4 separate regions of the Mus musculus genome follow, and regions 2, 3 and 4 are each linked to region 1. The links are chromatin contacts, called in public HiCAR-type and promoter capture Hi-C maps. All regions are on one chromosome and are shown on one strand. Each heading gives the region's core, a stretch centred on a gene start, on an enhancer-like site or on the middle of the called end of the contact. The rest is flanking DNA. Distances are from core to core; before and after follow the strand shown. Region 1 holds the start of Tmem218 (transmembrane protein 218). Region 2 holds the start of Srpr (signal recognition particle receptor ('docking protein')). Region 3 holds the start of 4933422A05Rik (RIKEN cDNA 4933422A05 gene). Region 4 holds the start of Ddx25 (DEAD box helicase 25).

Evidence for each region. Promoter capture Hi-C pulls out the DNA fragments that hold promoters and counts their contacts. HiCAR-type assays count read pairs that join an accessible place to other places.
Region 2: a promoter capture Hi-C map of pre-B cells shows a contact between it and region 1, with 5 times the contacts expected there. The contact joins the promoter of Srpr here to the promoter of Tmem218 in region 1. A contact is called at or near these places in 4 of 39 promoter capture datasets (cranial neural crest, frontonasal cranial neural crest, liver and 1 more) and 1 of 9 other capture datasets (adipose tissue).
Region 3: a HiCAR-type map of astrocytes shows a contact between it and region 1, with 5 times the contacts expected there. The contact joins the promoter of 4933422A05Rik here to the promoter of Tmem218 in region 1. A contact is called at or near these places in 2 of 39 promoter capture datasets (liver and pre-B cells) and 1 of 115 datasets of contacts at active chromatin or transcription factors (astrocytes).
Region 4: a promoter capture Hi-C map of neutrophils shows a contact between it and region 1, with 5 times the contacts expected there. The contact joins the promoter of Ddx25 here to the promoter of Tmem218 in region 1. A contact is called at or near these places in 9 of 39 promoter capture datasets (the 3T3-L1 cell line, cranial neural crest, embryonic stem cells and 5 more), 2 of 484 Hi-C or Micro-C datasets (B cells and cardiomyocytes), 3 of 115 datasets of contacts at active chromatin or transcription factors (astrocytes, pro-B cells and stem cell-derived neural progenitor cells) and 1 of 9 other capture datasets (liver).

What each region holds. Positions count from the first base shown.
Region 1 is chr9:37,206,581-37,209,912 of GRCm38.p6, forward strand. It overlaps Tmem218 (transmembrane protein 218), which reads left to right and starts at 1,643. Exons shown (of 4, transcript NM_025464.3): 1 at 1,643-1,825.
Region 2 is chr9:35,209,719-35,213,050 of GRCm38.p6, forward strand. Srpr (signal recognition particle receptor ('docking protein')) reads left to right here and starts at 1,485. Exons shown (of 14, transcript NM_026130.1): 1 at 1,485-1,687; 2 at 2,274-2,357; 3 at 2,630-2,793; 4 at 3,002-3,162. The coding sequence starts at 1,571. It overlaps Foxred1 (FAD-dependent oxidoreductase domain containing 1), which reads right to left and starts at 1,337. Exons shown (of 11, transcript NM_001291448.1): 1 at 1,089-1,337; 2 at 227-447. The coding sequence starts at 1,173.
Region 3 is chr9:35,279,555-35,282,886 of GRCm38.p6, forward strand. It overlaps 4933422A05Rik (RIKEN cDNA 4933422A05 gene), which reads left to right and starts at 1,551. Exons shown (of 5, transcript NR_040715.1): 1 at 1,551-1,652; 2 at 2,983-3,043. It also overlaps the pseudogene Gm5614.
Region 4 is chr9:35,556,983-35,560,314 of GRCm38.p6, forward strand. Ddx25 (DEAD box helicase 25) reads right to left here and starts at 1,488. Exons shown (of 12, transcript NM_013932.4): 1 at 1,356-1,488; 2 at 703-769; 3 at 400-447. The coding sequence starts at 1,418. Pus3 (pseudouridine synthase 3) reads left to right here and starts at 1,578. Exons shown (of 5, transcript NM_023292.5): 1 at 1,578-1,751; 2 at 2,321-2,535.

The sequences.
Region 1 (3,332 bases), core at 393-2,892:
TGATTTTACACATTTGAGAAAGACAACTAAACATTACTCCGAGTTGCTTTTGCTTTTGTTTGCTTGGGAGAGAAAAAAAAACTGTCTAACAAAGTTTGTTATGGCTTGGATGTCAAAGGCTGGCTCTGATGAGCTTAAGAGTGACTGCATCCTGAGGCCTCATCAGTGAGTTAATTACCTTAGATGGGTTCATAGTTAGACAGACTGCTGGAAAGGGATGGAAACTGGCACAACCTCTTCTTACCTTTAGGGATATGTGCATGCAGGTGGTACACATGCAGCATGTAGGCAGAACATGCATACACAGGAAATAAAAGTTTAAACATCCAAGTGTTCTCATGTGTGCTATCCTCTGGAGTAACTAACTATAAATTAGATCTACACCTTGTGTCCTTGACCTGCCATTACAAAACTATGTAAAACTCATTAAGACAAGAGTAACATTTTATTTCTTGTGTATCCTCTCAGTTTCTAATAGTACATAGTTACAGTAACAATAGCATAGCTCCTCAATAAGGCAGCTAACGTTCAGTCGTTAAAGAGGTAAGGACCTATAGGTCTCTACAGTCAAGAAAACTGAATCAGCCTCCACTTCATTCATAATTCAGAAAAAGAGTGCACTGAAAGCCAGGCTAGTGACTCATGCCTTCAATACCAGTACTAGGAAGGCAGAGGCAGACACATCTGTGAGTTCGAGGCCAGCCTGGTTGACATAATGAGTTCCAGGACAGCCAGGGTTACATAGTGAGAATCTGGAGAGAAGGGACGGGACGAGAGAAAGAAGTAGAGGGAGAGAGGGAGAGAGGGAGAGACAGACACAGAGACAGGCAGGCAGTCGAGCAGGCAGATAGAATACATCCAGGCCCAATTTTGTCTAAGGACACAGCTTCCAGGACCGCAGTTCACAAATCTTATATTGCTTTTGTTTTCCCTTCACGCTTGCACGACGAAGGATGCAAACTTTGACCGGTTTCCATTCACTGGCCTGATCTTTTGATCAGACACCCTATAGCCTGCATACAAAATCTTGACACATTCTGGGTAGCAGTTAGGGAAGAACACTCTTCCACACATGTGGACCAGCTGCCAGTATAGGGTGGCAAGAAGGGAAAAGGGTTTATGTGACCTCGGGCCTCTTCCCAAGTCTGTCTCTTGGTTTCATTGATCCTTGCCTTGTCGGTACATGTCAAAACCTAAAGGAAGAAAAACTACCAATAAAATAAGGCCCAGTAAGGAGAATGTGTTGTTATTTTAACTAGTGATCTGCATTCAATTCAGGAGGGATTCTAGGGATCCTGAAATGCCAAGCCGATTTGATTGTCCCCACAATCCCAGGCTCCTGCGGACTGGTCATCAGATAGATAGCGGGGCAGGAATTGGTGTCTAGACCGCGGAACAGCTCTCTGTGATCGGTCGGAGCAATCTCAATCGCGAAAGCAAGAAGCTATTAAACGGTCTTCCCGTTGTTGTCCAAGGGTTTAATCCTTACCAAGGTGTGATTGACAAGCATTGCTATCCAATTGAAACTGAGGACAGTACATATAGACCAATGGGAGGACGTAAAGGAGACTGACGTACACACCACCCACCCACCACGCTTTGCGTTGCCTGGAGCCACAGCCAACGTCAGCTATTGAGGACGCCCTTAAGTGCTGAAAGGGCGGCTTTGATTGGTCCATCTTAAATTTCTTAAATGAGCCCCTACTTGTGATTCGTCCAAAGTAGACCAAAGCCTGGATGAAGGGGACAGAGAGCGAGGGGTGAGTCCTGGTGAGGAACCTGAGAGCCGGGTGAGGACCGGAGGCTGGCCCCAGACGCCTGGAAGGTGAGGGCGGGAGGCGCGCGGGCCACCGAAGGTCATCCTGGCCGCAGGCCTGGGATTACTGCTCAGTCCCCAGTGTTCCCAGCTGCGGTGCTGGGAGCTGATGTGTGGTGAACCCTGCAGACTGAATCGCTGCCTGCCCAGTAAAAAGGGCAGGACGCTGAAGCACCCTCTTTCTGTCAGTCAGGTGTCACCTGGTCTTTAGGGGTCGTGACATTTGATTTTGCCCAGAGGTGCATGTGATTAACCAACAAAGATTAGGAGGCATTAGCCTAATGTTTTAAAACCCAAACGAGGCTGAAGTTTCTAAAGTAGGAAAAAAAAAAAAAGTGTAGGCTCTCACTCCTCCAGTTTGTTGATTTTGGGGATAGGCCTTGCTCAATATCCCCGGCAGGCCTCAAACTTATGGTCGGTCCTCTTGCCCCACCCAGCCTTTTGAATGCTAGGATGACAGATGTGTACTACCACATCAGGCCATTCTAACTATTTTTGAAGGTTTGGAATAAGCAATTAAAAAAAAAAAAAGTTAAAAAGAGAGCTGGGCGTAGTAGTGGCGTTAATCTTTAGTCCCAGCAGGCTGGAGGCACAGGCAGTCAAATCTTTGTGAGTTCGAGGCTAGCCAAGTGTACAAAGCTTTACCCGGGAAAAAAAGATATCTCCAGAAAGGCAATCCTGTCCAGTAACCTACCATTTCTATTGCGTTCAAGGACTTGGTCCTGAAATTTGGGGTACGGGCAAGGTATCATCCACCAGCAGCCTTACACCACACTGCCTTATCTGTAATTTCCATCTGCCCCAGACAGCAAACTGTCCTCTGAGACAGGTATTAGTTTTCTCCCTTAAGATTCTCAGCTTGTCTTGCAGAGGTGGCCCATGCCTTTAATCACAGAGGCTGAGAGTTCTCTGAGTTTGAGGCCAACCTGATCTAGTTCCAGGACAGCCAAGGGTACACAAAGAAACCCTGTCTCAAAAACCAAAAACAACCAAAGATCCTCAGCCTGGTGGTGGGCAGGATTTTCATCCAATGAACCCAGGGTGCAGGATGTTTGTTTCTTTGTTTGTTTGTTTTCCCCTGGAAATTGGGTGAAAGGGGCTGTCAAACCAACCTTAGGTGGAGGAAGAATTCAAGACATATAGATTCAAAAGGGTCCGGAGAACTTTATAAGGAACCTCACAGTCTCCATCACAGGGAGAAAAACAAACAACAAAGCACCTGACCTTGTCTTGCTTTTGTCAACTGCTACACAATGTGTTTAAATTTATACAAATTGTTTTTTTCCTACTCTAGGTTACTTGTTTCTAACGAATTGACTCTTAAAATTGTGTCGGCTTAAGCATCAACTCTCAGAGAATACTTGGATGGTATTCTGTGTCTTAAGTAAATGGACATTTTTGTTTGTTTGTTTTAATCAAATCTCACTAACAAATAATTTAGCTATTCCCAAGACTTGGGGTTGTAGCTCAGATGGCACAGTCACACCTAGCATGCGTGAGACCCTGAGTTCTACCC
Region 2 (3,332 bases), core at 235-2,734, 2.0 Mb before region 1:
GCCAGCTTCAGCCATATATTGAAACCCCATCTCCAAAGAGATTAAACAACAGTAGCAAAGTCTCTTCCCCTTCCCCAACAAAACAATGTTATTGCTGCGGGTCTTTGTTGAGGGAGGAAGAGCCTGGAACTATTTCTTAAGCTCCAAAGTCCAAAGCACAGTCCCTGCCCTCAATGCCACAGTCTGTGTCCTCAATAAGATGACTGCCCTTACTCCCTGACCTCACCGTGTGGTCCTGCTCCACCACCAGCACCCGAATGGCACCTCTTCTACTCTCCAGCTTCTTCAGCCAAAAGGCCACAGACAGACCAAGAATCCCACCTCCTATGATGACCACATCCGCCTGTTCTGGGGGCAGGTGGCTGGTGTCATACAGCACTTCATATTTCTTTCCAGGCAGGATGGAATCAACCTTCTTCTTAAAGTCAGACACCTTTGCATCCCAGTCTGCAGGACATAGTTACAGTTAGATGACTTATGTTCTTTTCTGCGTGGTTGGGGGTTGGAGGATGGGTACAGGAAAAGGGGGGCTGAAATAGGCATTTGGATTGCCACACCTCCAATGTCATCCTTTCTCATAAGATCAACTCATATGCAGCAGTATTGTTAGAACTTTGTTGTTTGGTCTTTGTCCCACCAGGCCCCAATATCATGGATCTCTAACACTGGAAGATTCAACTTCCTGAAATTACTTTCTGTTTCCCCATCAAGCGAGATGTGACTCACATTATTTAGCTCTTGCAGATCTCTCTCCCTCCTGAACCCCATTCTCAGATATGCCAGGCCCAGGGAACGAGTCCCTAGTATACTTCATACTGCACAGCCTTCTAAAGCCGGGCACCTTTGTAATGGTTTCTTATCCTTATCCATCATCGCCAGCAAGCTTCCATTTATATGGCATTGTCCACTGGGAAGTGCCTCCTTGAGAGCCATACACTTGCCTCGGCTCTTTGACCTTTAGTAGGCAAGCCTACCCCTTCCCCCAGCTAACTCGCTGTCCCGCCCGCACGAGGCAGGGGGTCGAACCTTGAAGGTCACATCTATGGAGGGTTTGGGCTCCCCAGAACCACTGCTGCCCTCAGCTTTACCCAGAGTAAAGCCTCCTTTGCGTGTGCGTAGCCCCCGGTATGGGAGGCCCGGGCCCAAGCCAAGACGCAGCGCTCTGCGAAACATGGCCTTAGAGCCCGGCTTCTTTCAGCTTGAGGTGGGTTCCCCTCAAGCCGACTCTGTCCTTCCTGTCATCGGTCCGCGCCACGGGGAATAGACACGAACGCGCCGATTAGCCGGCAGTGCTCTTCAGGCTCCACCCCTCCACGCTATAGGGGAGCTATCGCCTCTGGAGTCCCGCCCCTGTGTGCTATTGGTCAGGCTTGAGTCTACGTCATCTCGCGCGCCCTGAGCGGGAAAGGGGCGGGACCACGGAGGCTCGTAGCGGAAGTGCGGCTGAACCGGTTTCCGGGGGCTGCTGGTGTGACGTGTCCCGCGCTTGGCGCAGCAGGAAGCGGCGGCGGCGGACGCGGCCCGAGTTCCCGGCCCCGGTCTCGGCCTCAAGTCTTCTCCCGCTTCCGTCATGCTTGACTTCTTCACCATCTTCTCGAAGGGCGGGCTTGTGCTCTGGTGTTTCCAGGGCGTGAGCGACTCGTGCACCGGGCCCGTCAACGCGTTGATTCGTTCCGTACTGCTGCAGGTACCACCCCCGCGGGGCAGAACTCCGGGCTGTCGTCCCTCAGACCCAGACTGTGGTCCCCTTTCCAGTAGTCACTCCGCACTTTCCGTTCTGATCTCCTCAAACTGGTCGGTTACCGGCCACCCAGGATCGACTTCCTTGCCTGGATCACAGTATCCCGAAACTTTGCGACGCCCCCCACTCCTCCCGTTTCCGGGGCTCTAGCCACGTTCTGGCGTCCTAATGGACTCGAACTCCCTCTCCACTCATCCGAGCAGCGTGGTTTTCTGCTGTTTTGACGTTGGGTGAAACTGTGGATGCGAGAACACCTTTCAGGAACAGTAGATGGTTCACAGCTGCTAGAAGATCTGATTGTTTATATATGACTGTTTACTTCCTGGCTCCCACGTGTCCTGTCTCCTGTCCCAGCTTTACCCCTTGTCCTTACCTGGTGTCTGTCTGTCTGTCTTTTTTTCTCACGGGGTGCTAGAAATGTCCCAGAACTCCCTTGTTGAGGGCAGGATTATATCTGGTTATTTCCCAAACGTAGTCCAAAGTCTGGTTTTGCTGTGGATGTAGCCTGACTGCTGAAACGCTCTTTTTCCAGGAACGGGGCGGTAACAACTCTTTCACTCATGAGGCTCTCACACTCAAGTATAAACTGGACAACCAGTTTGAGCTGGTGTTTGTGGTAAGTGGGGGTATGTTAGAAAGACAAGTTATGTTCTCAACAGCATCCCCACTGATGAACCTAATTAATTGTGGGTATTGTGTATGTGATAAAGTGATAGAAAAAAGTTAGGAATGTGGAGGGGAGAAAGCAAGCGACTTCTGGGTAAGATTGTAAGCTTGGCTCTCCCGGGGCAGGAAACCTATCTCTGGAGGCTTGGGTTGAGTTGGCTTCCTTCCATTCTGGGCTGGCATGTAAGGAGATCTATTGGCTCCGTCTCCTTCCATAAACAGGTTGGCTTTCAGAAGATCCTCACGCTGACCTATGTAGACAAGTTGATAGATGATGTGCACCGACTGTTCCGGGATAAGTATCGCACAGAGATCCAACAACAGAGTGCTTTAAGTCTATTGAATGGCACATTTGATTTCCAAAATGACTTCCTGCGGCTCCTTCGGTGAGAGGCTTTCCTCCGTTCAAAGGGAAAATTTTCATGATTTAAGAGTGCCTGCCTGTCGGTGGCGCATCAATATTTACATGGGTTCAAACCAGTCACATTTTGTAGCTTGTTTCTTATAGTCCTTTTGATATGTGGGATCTTTTTCTTAAGTCAGAGTTGTCCTCTTGTATGGGTAGAAAGACCAACTAGTCTCTTTTCTCTTTAGTGAAGCAGAGGAGAGCAGTAAGATCCGTGCTCCCACTACCATGAAGAAATTTGAAGATTCTGAAAAAGCTAAGAAACCTGTGAGGTCCATGATTGAAACACGGGGGGAAAAGACCAAGGAAAAAGCAAAAAACAACAAAAAAAGGGGGGCCAAAAAGGAAGGTGTGTTTGAGTTTCCTGACCCTGCTAGGGCATACAAGATGTTAGCATAGTATTATAAAACTCTGTGGTACTCTTTGACATTGCTAGCCTCCTTTAACTTAATGCTCACCACCCTATCACTCCCTTGAGGCATTGTAGTCTCCAAGGTGTTTGGTCCAAGTTGCTCTTTA
Region 3 (3,332 bases), core at 301-2,800, 1.9 Mb before region 1:
ATGAGGGTTATCCGAGGCTCGATTGATTCAAATTGAAAGACACAGGGACAAGAATTTGACACCTAGAAAATACCACTAATTGGCTTTGATTCAGAAACCCAAATGGCCAATGGGGTGGGCCATGACCTGGTAGGTGCTTGGAGAACTCTCAGGCACTGCTACCTCCCAGGAGCCAGGCAGCAGCCCAAAGGCCAGCCTGGATGTAGGGCATACCAAGGCTGTGCCTATCTTCTAGAGAGAACTGGACTTCCCTGTTGGAGCTTCTCTTCACAGCAGTGTTTGAGGCAGGGAAAACAACGAAGTCCCTTTTCTGTGTTCTCTTATACCTTAGAAAGGGTTTAAATATTTATCAGATCCTTGCTGGGTTGGCCTGCTTAAGCAGTGGGTCTTGCTGTATAAGGTGACATCTGTAATTGTCACAGATACAGTAAGAGGATCTGTTAGCATGGTTTGAGAAACTGGAGGAACCTGTGCCATGCCTAACATGAACTTCACCGGGTTAGAATGTTGATCAACAGCAGTTACATCATGTAACTAGTGTGTGAAGATGGTGTCCCCCTCTTTTCTTCCCCCTTAAAGTCATACATGCACATAATTTAAAAATGAGAACTTGTGATGGGAAATGCCAAAAAGCTGCCCAAGTACAGCTTTGTTGTTAGCCTTCTATGAGATATGTATCTGTGCCTCTGAGAAGTACTGCAGAGTCTGGAGGGGCAGGTGGCTCACCCGAAGCCCACTCTGAGAGCAGTAACTTGCCTCTTGGGTATGTGGGATTTTTTTCAGCCTGGGAATGTTCTACCTAAGCCCACAAATCCATTTTCAGCCTTCAAACTACATGTGTCTTTACATCTGATAACTGGGTCTCCTGCTCAGGGCTTCAAGAGCTCCTTCTATGCCTTCTCATTTGATTGACATCCAGGCTTTTAGAAGGGTTCTGGGCAGACACCCTGCTGAGCTCCACTTTCACCTGCAGATCCAGGTGAGCTTGGCACCCTCCTCCTGTGTGCTGATGACAGTTGGTCTTTTTCCTTGGTTTCTCTGAGCTCTAGATCCCCATGTGTCTCTGCCATGGGCATGATGCTCTTGAAGCTCCGCTATAGCTCTCTCACATCATGTGTTATGTATGCCAGGAAACATTTGTGAACCCCCGAAAGATCACCAAGGAGCTGAATCCAATGCAGTTGCATTAGCGTCTCCTTATTCAAGCTGGAGCTTGGGCTCCCAGGCATCCCTTGCACAGTAGGAAGGTGGAGCCCTGAGCCTAGTTTTAGGCAAGCATGATAGAAGCAAGAAGGGACTATCTGACTGGGGAGCCATTATAACCTTTAACATAATTGGCTGGTACTGGGAACCAAATCATAAACTTAACTTCTGTTTTCTTCCTGTTTGGTGGTTGCTAAGAAGTGAGGTGTTTGTTAGGGGCAGGCTTTTAATCTGGAGAAACAGATTTGTTGGGGAATAACTTGGAAACTGGTACTAGGCACAGGTCTTGTGGAAGGGGGTGGGGGTGGGGTTGGAATCTGGTAACCTGGAAACTGGTGCTAGGTGCCAGTTGGTTAATAACTCACGTTCAACCTTAGGTTAGGTTTTCTAAGATGGAGTCTGAACCCAAACGATTTGGTCTCTCACATGCAGACTGGAATTGAACCTAGGTCATGTAGAAGGACAGCTAATGCTCTTAACCCTTGGGTATCTTTCCAGCACCCTATTTTTTTTTTTTTTTTTGAGGAACATCCATGTTGATTTGATTTCCACTCTGAATGCACTAATATATATTCTCACCAGCAATGATTATAGATGGTAGTGAGCCACCCTATGGTTTCTGGGAATTGAACTCAGGACCTCTGGAACAACAATCAGTACTCTTAATCACCGAGCCATCTCTTCAGCCCTGCTTTCCCCCTTTTCATCTTTTTTTTTTTTTTTTTTTTGTAGGAACCATCTTTTATTGGGGGAGGGCTCATCAATTCTTCTTGGCCGCCAACTTCCTCATGGCTGCCAGCACGTTGCTCAGCTCCTCCCGCTTTCTCTTGGCGCGGATGTGCGTGCCCACTCTCTTCTTGATGAACTTGAGTGCGCGCTTGTCCTTGGACACTTTGAGCAACTCCATGGCTCGCCGCTTGTAGGGCGCGAAGCCGCACACCTCCCGGATCATGTCCTGCACGAACTTGGTGTGTATGGTGGGGCGCCCACGTCGCCGGCTGTGTCTCGGCTTACTGACATTTTTTGTCACCTTGTGGCCCTTGTTGAGGCCCACGGCCATGGGGTAGCACAGAGCCATGGCTGCTGCTCTCCGATGGCGGCCGGGACAGGAAGCTTCATCCTTTCTTTTATTTTACAATATTTTAAATTTATTCATTTCATACATGAATGTAAGATATTTTGATCATGTTCTCCCAGCATCCCCTTCTTTTATTTACTTCTCACTCCCAACAGTTCTGTCTTTCCACTCTCATATCCTTTTTTCTTACTCTTCTCTCATATATAACATCTCAGCCATAGTTTCCCCTTCCTCTTCTCCTCCCAGTCCCTCCATCCCACCTCCCTTCTCCTTCAGATCCACCACTCCTAGAAAGCATCAGATTGTCTTCCAAGCAGCAAGGATGAGGGTCTCAAAGCCCACCCCTACACTTCCTCCAACAAGGCCATGCCTAATAGTGGCTGCCACTCCCTGGGCCAAGCATCTTCAAACCACCACACCTTGTAATATGAAGGTGTTCCTGTGTGGATGAGTTTATTTTGTCAACTCTTCTTTTTCTCAGCAACTACTAACTAACACAAACCATAGATACTTGTCCTTAAAGCTTTGAGACTGTCTACCATCAGCACTTGTAAGTCTCCCAGACCTTTTGAGCTCATTTCCATGTATGGGGTAAAGAGGGAGTCTAGCCAGGCAGCTGATCGTCCTAAAGCCACTTGTGGGGAGAATCTTATTACCTCGTGGTGTTGTTGTGACAAAATTTTCTTTCGTTTTGTTTGAAGGTTACAGTGGATTGAATTATAAACAACGTCATGGGGCAAGATTTCATTTTATGATGACAGTGTAAGTGAAGTGAATTGTCTGATACTGCCACCAGATGGCAGTAGTGCCCCATATTTTGCCTATTTCTTATTTCCACTTCCCCAAAAGTGGGAATAGGTTTTAACCAAATACCAAATATCCTCCACAAATCATTCTTTGTCTTTCTTGCCCTCTTGATGAACTTGACTTTGGCCACTCCAGTGCTGTGACTCTTGTTCCTCTGTTATTGTTTTCTTGGCTAGCTTGAGCCTGACTTTTCTGTTCCACGGTGAAGGGGTGAAATTCGTAGGGAGAGGCCATGCTTTGGGTT
Region 4 (3,332 bases), core at 238-2,737, 1.6 Mb before region 1:
CAACAGTACATATCAACCAACAGCAGCTTGTTCTCATCTTCCTGACAAAAGGAAGTCCGAGAAGGAATGCCACAGCACCGAGGATTCCCTCCTTTTACCAAGACCCAGTTTCTTATGCTCTGTTGTGCAAACCCTTGACCACGTGCAGACCGACATCTAATTGCAATATCTTCCTAGCCAAACCGAAAATTCTTAATCTACACCTTGCAGTTTTCATTTCAACGTAGTCTAAAGGAATGCACCCCCCTCCTAATTCAGTACTCCCCCCCCATAGTATTCATTCAAAAAGAAAACAAAGATAGTGCTTTCCCAAGGAAATTAATCCTTTTAGCACAGTCAAAGCGATGGTAAACCAAGCAGCAGAGCTAATAGGTACATTCAGTCGAGCTTGTCTCCTACCTACATCGTCTTCATCATCATCATCATCTTCCGTGTTAAGAGAGCCGTCTATGAGGGTAAAAGGGAAAATAAGAAGCATAAAGAAAAATGTTGAGTGGAAACATACAATGCATTCTCAGAACGTCTCACAGACGCTACAGTGTATGCAAACAGAGCCATCTCCTGCAAGAGTAAAGCGATGTGCCTGAGGAGGTGGAGGATTTTCAGTGGAGAGGAAGGAAGCCAAAGCTATTTCATGGCAGATACATGGGGAAAGCAAAGGTGTTAATTAAGCCAGTCTTGCTTTAGCCTAACAACACTCACCTATGTTTGGGACTGTGGTACTCCTAATACCACGAAGGTTCTTCCTGGGATGGACGAGATTTGAAAACTATTGAAAGGCACAAAATTCAACCAAGGTTAGGAAGCAGGACATCAAGCAAGAAGCATGGCGCTATCCTACAGCAAGGGGAGGGAAGACCACCTCAAACTGCTTCCTTTGCAATGTTAAGGGTTAATGATTTCATTATAAGAATCTGTGTAATTGTATGAATTCTCATATAATAGAATGGGGGCTTCCATAGTCTCTCTTTATAAGGGCTCTTAGTTTGAATATGGGCAGCATCTGGGTGATGGGTGGTTTACAACTACAAGGGGAAGGTGGCTATGAAGATGAGAAGCCTGCTAAATGGTCAAAACCAGGATAGGAGAAAACTCAGTACAGATAGGACTAGCAGCTGCGCACTCTCTCTGTATTTCCTGAGGGGGTCTCTGCCCTTTCAAATCAAAGGTCGGTCCTTTCTGGGAGTCTCCTTTTCTGTGGCCTTTCCAGCCCAGCCCCCCATCACTTGACACCCCCCATCACTTGACACCCCGCTCTAAACGCCGGCCGGGCGCTCCCCTTCCCAGGGGACTTCCCTCGGGAGTCCCTGTTCTAGCCCCCGCCCCTGGGCCCTCCCCTGCTCAGCGGCAGTTACGTGGCTGTTCAGCCGCTCGCTCTCCGCCGCCCCGGCGTCGCCTCCCCAAAGTAACGACGCCATAGCTGCGGTCTCCGCTCTCGCCCCTGGCACGTGCTGCCACCCCCGCGCGGGGCAGCGCCGGCTCGGCTCAGTGGCCAATGGTCAGGCTCCGGGACCGGCGTCCGCCTCGCGACCACCCGTGGCGCGGCGCAGTGCGCAGGCGCGGGCCCGGCGCGGGGCGGGCGGAGGGAGAGAGGTGCGGGGCGCAGCTGTGCGGGACACCCGCGAGCTTTCCGTTTGACCAGCCGGCCATCCGCACAGCAGAGAGAAAGTGGGCACGGAGGCGGTACACACACCGCGCTGCAGGCTCTCGTGCGGGTATCTCTCCCGACAGCCCCGCTTGGGCATCACCAGGTGTGAGGTTGCACAGTGGAGGGAGAGATGGGCTTGACCAGAGGTTCAGAAGGAAAACAGAACTCAAGTGCGGACATGTGTCCAGGATACCTGTGATGTGCCCACATACACGCATATTTTAATTTTTATTCTAAGGAGGGGTCTCCTTTTAAAGCAATCTGGACCACCACTATCTATATCTATGACATGTATTGCACAGCTCTGGGGTAGCTCTTTGGTCCAACCTTATGCTAAGTTTGGACCAAAGAACCAGGATTTTCAGTTTTCTGACTGGAATTTTAAGACTTGGGGCAACATTTCTATAATTGTCAAAAGCAGAAACTCAAAACTGGAGCCATGATCTCTCCGTGGTGCTGAAGCAGAATTCCTTGGCCCTGTTCTGTCGCAATCTTTCAGTGTTTTCAGGTCAAAGCATTTCCCTTTAACCCTTACATTTACATTCTAGTAGTAAATGTTTCGACTCTCAAGGTTAAATTTCTGTTAATTAAACGATGTTGGGACAGGATCTTCAATCTCTTAGTTTTCATATAGGATAGCCAGCATTTGAAAATCTTTTTTTCTCATTTTAGACCAGACTATATTTCTCGTATTGGCTTGCGGTAAAGAGGAAGCTGCATCAGAAACCTGCGCATGCGGTGGGCTTCGGCTAAAAGCCCACACCGTGCCTTCCGAACTACATTTCCCAGAACCGTCGGCGCACGCTTGGTGAAGCCGCGCATGCTTACTGAAGACGGAAAGCCATAGCTTCCGGCTAGCCGCATGGCCGCCTACTGAGGACCGGAAGGTGAGTTAAACTCTGAGTTGGGCATCTTTGAGTTCTAGAGAGGAATGAACAGATGGAGGCTGAACTGCTACCTTCTGCCCTGGTATTTAAGTGTTTAAGAAGGCCTTGGTGTATGAAATGGGACTTAGGACAACGCATATCGTGTCGTGCCTGGAACTTCTAGCAGCTAGGAAATCCCATCGGCGGGGCTTAGAGTCTGTAACTAGTTTAGAGGGCCTCTACTACATCAAAATTGCTCAAATATGAACAGTGGAAGCCCATTAATTATGCTATGGAAGGAAGGGGTGGCGGGAAACTTTGGGTTTTGTTTTACACAATTCTTTTCAGAGTTGATTAATGGTCGTAGCGCGTCTCAAACCCTTTATTACAAAGGAAATGTGTACCCTCGCCATATACATTTAAACATTTAAAGAAGTTTCGTACATTTAGGGCGTGCTATTTTAGGGTGAAAGCTTGGTGCGCCCAGGAATTCCCTTTGTGGGTATTTGGTTACCCCCACACTGTATCTGCCAACCTTCTGAATTTCACTTATAAACCTAGTGTGCTGGAGCAAACAGTACTGGGCCAAGAGTCTTGGGAGTCATGACTTTAAAAATAATCTGCCTGGTGACTGGATTTACCTAGCCCAATTCATGCTTATAGGGATACTTAGTCAACTGGAACACTTGAAAAACCTTTTGATTTTTGTTATTTGAACTTTGAAGTCCCCACTCAAATGTTTTGAAAAGCTGATAGACTTTTAATCCTGCACCTAAGACTTGAGTTTTAACTATTCCCCGTGCTCTACATGTACGACA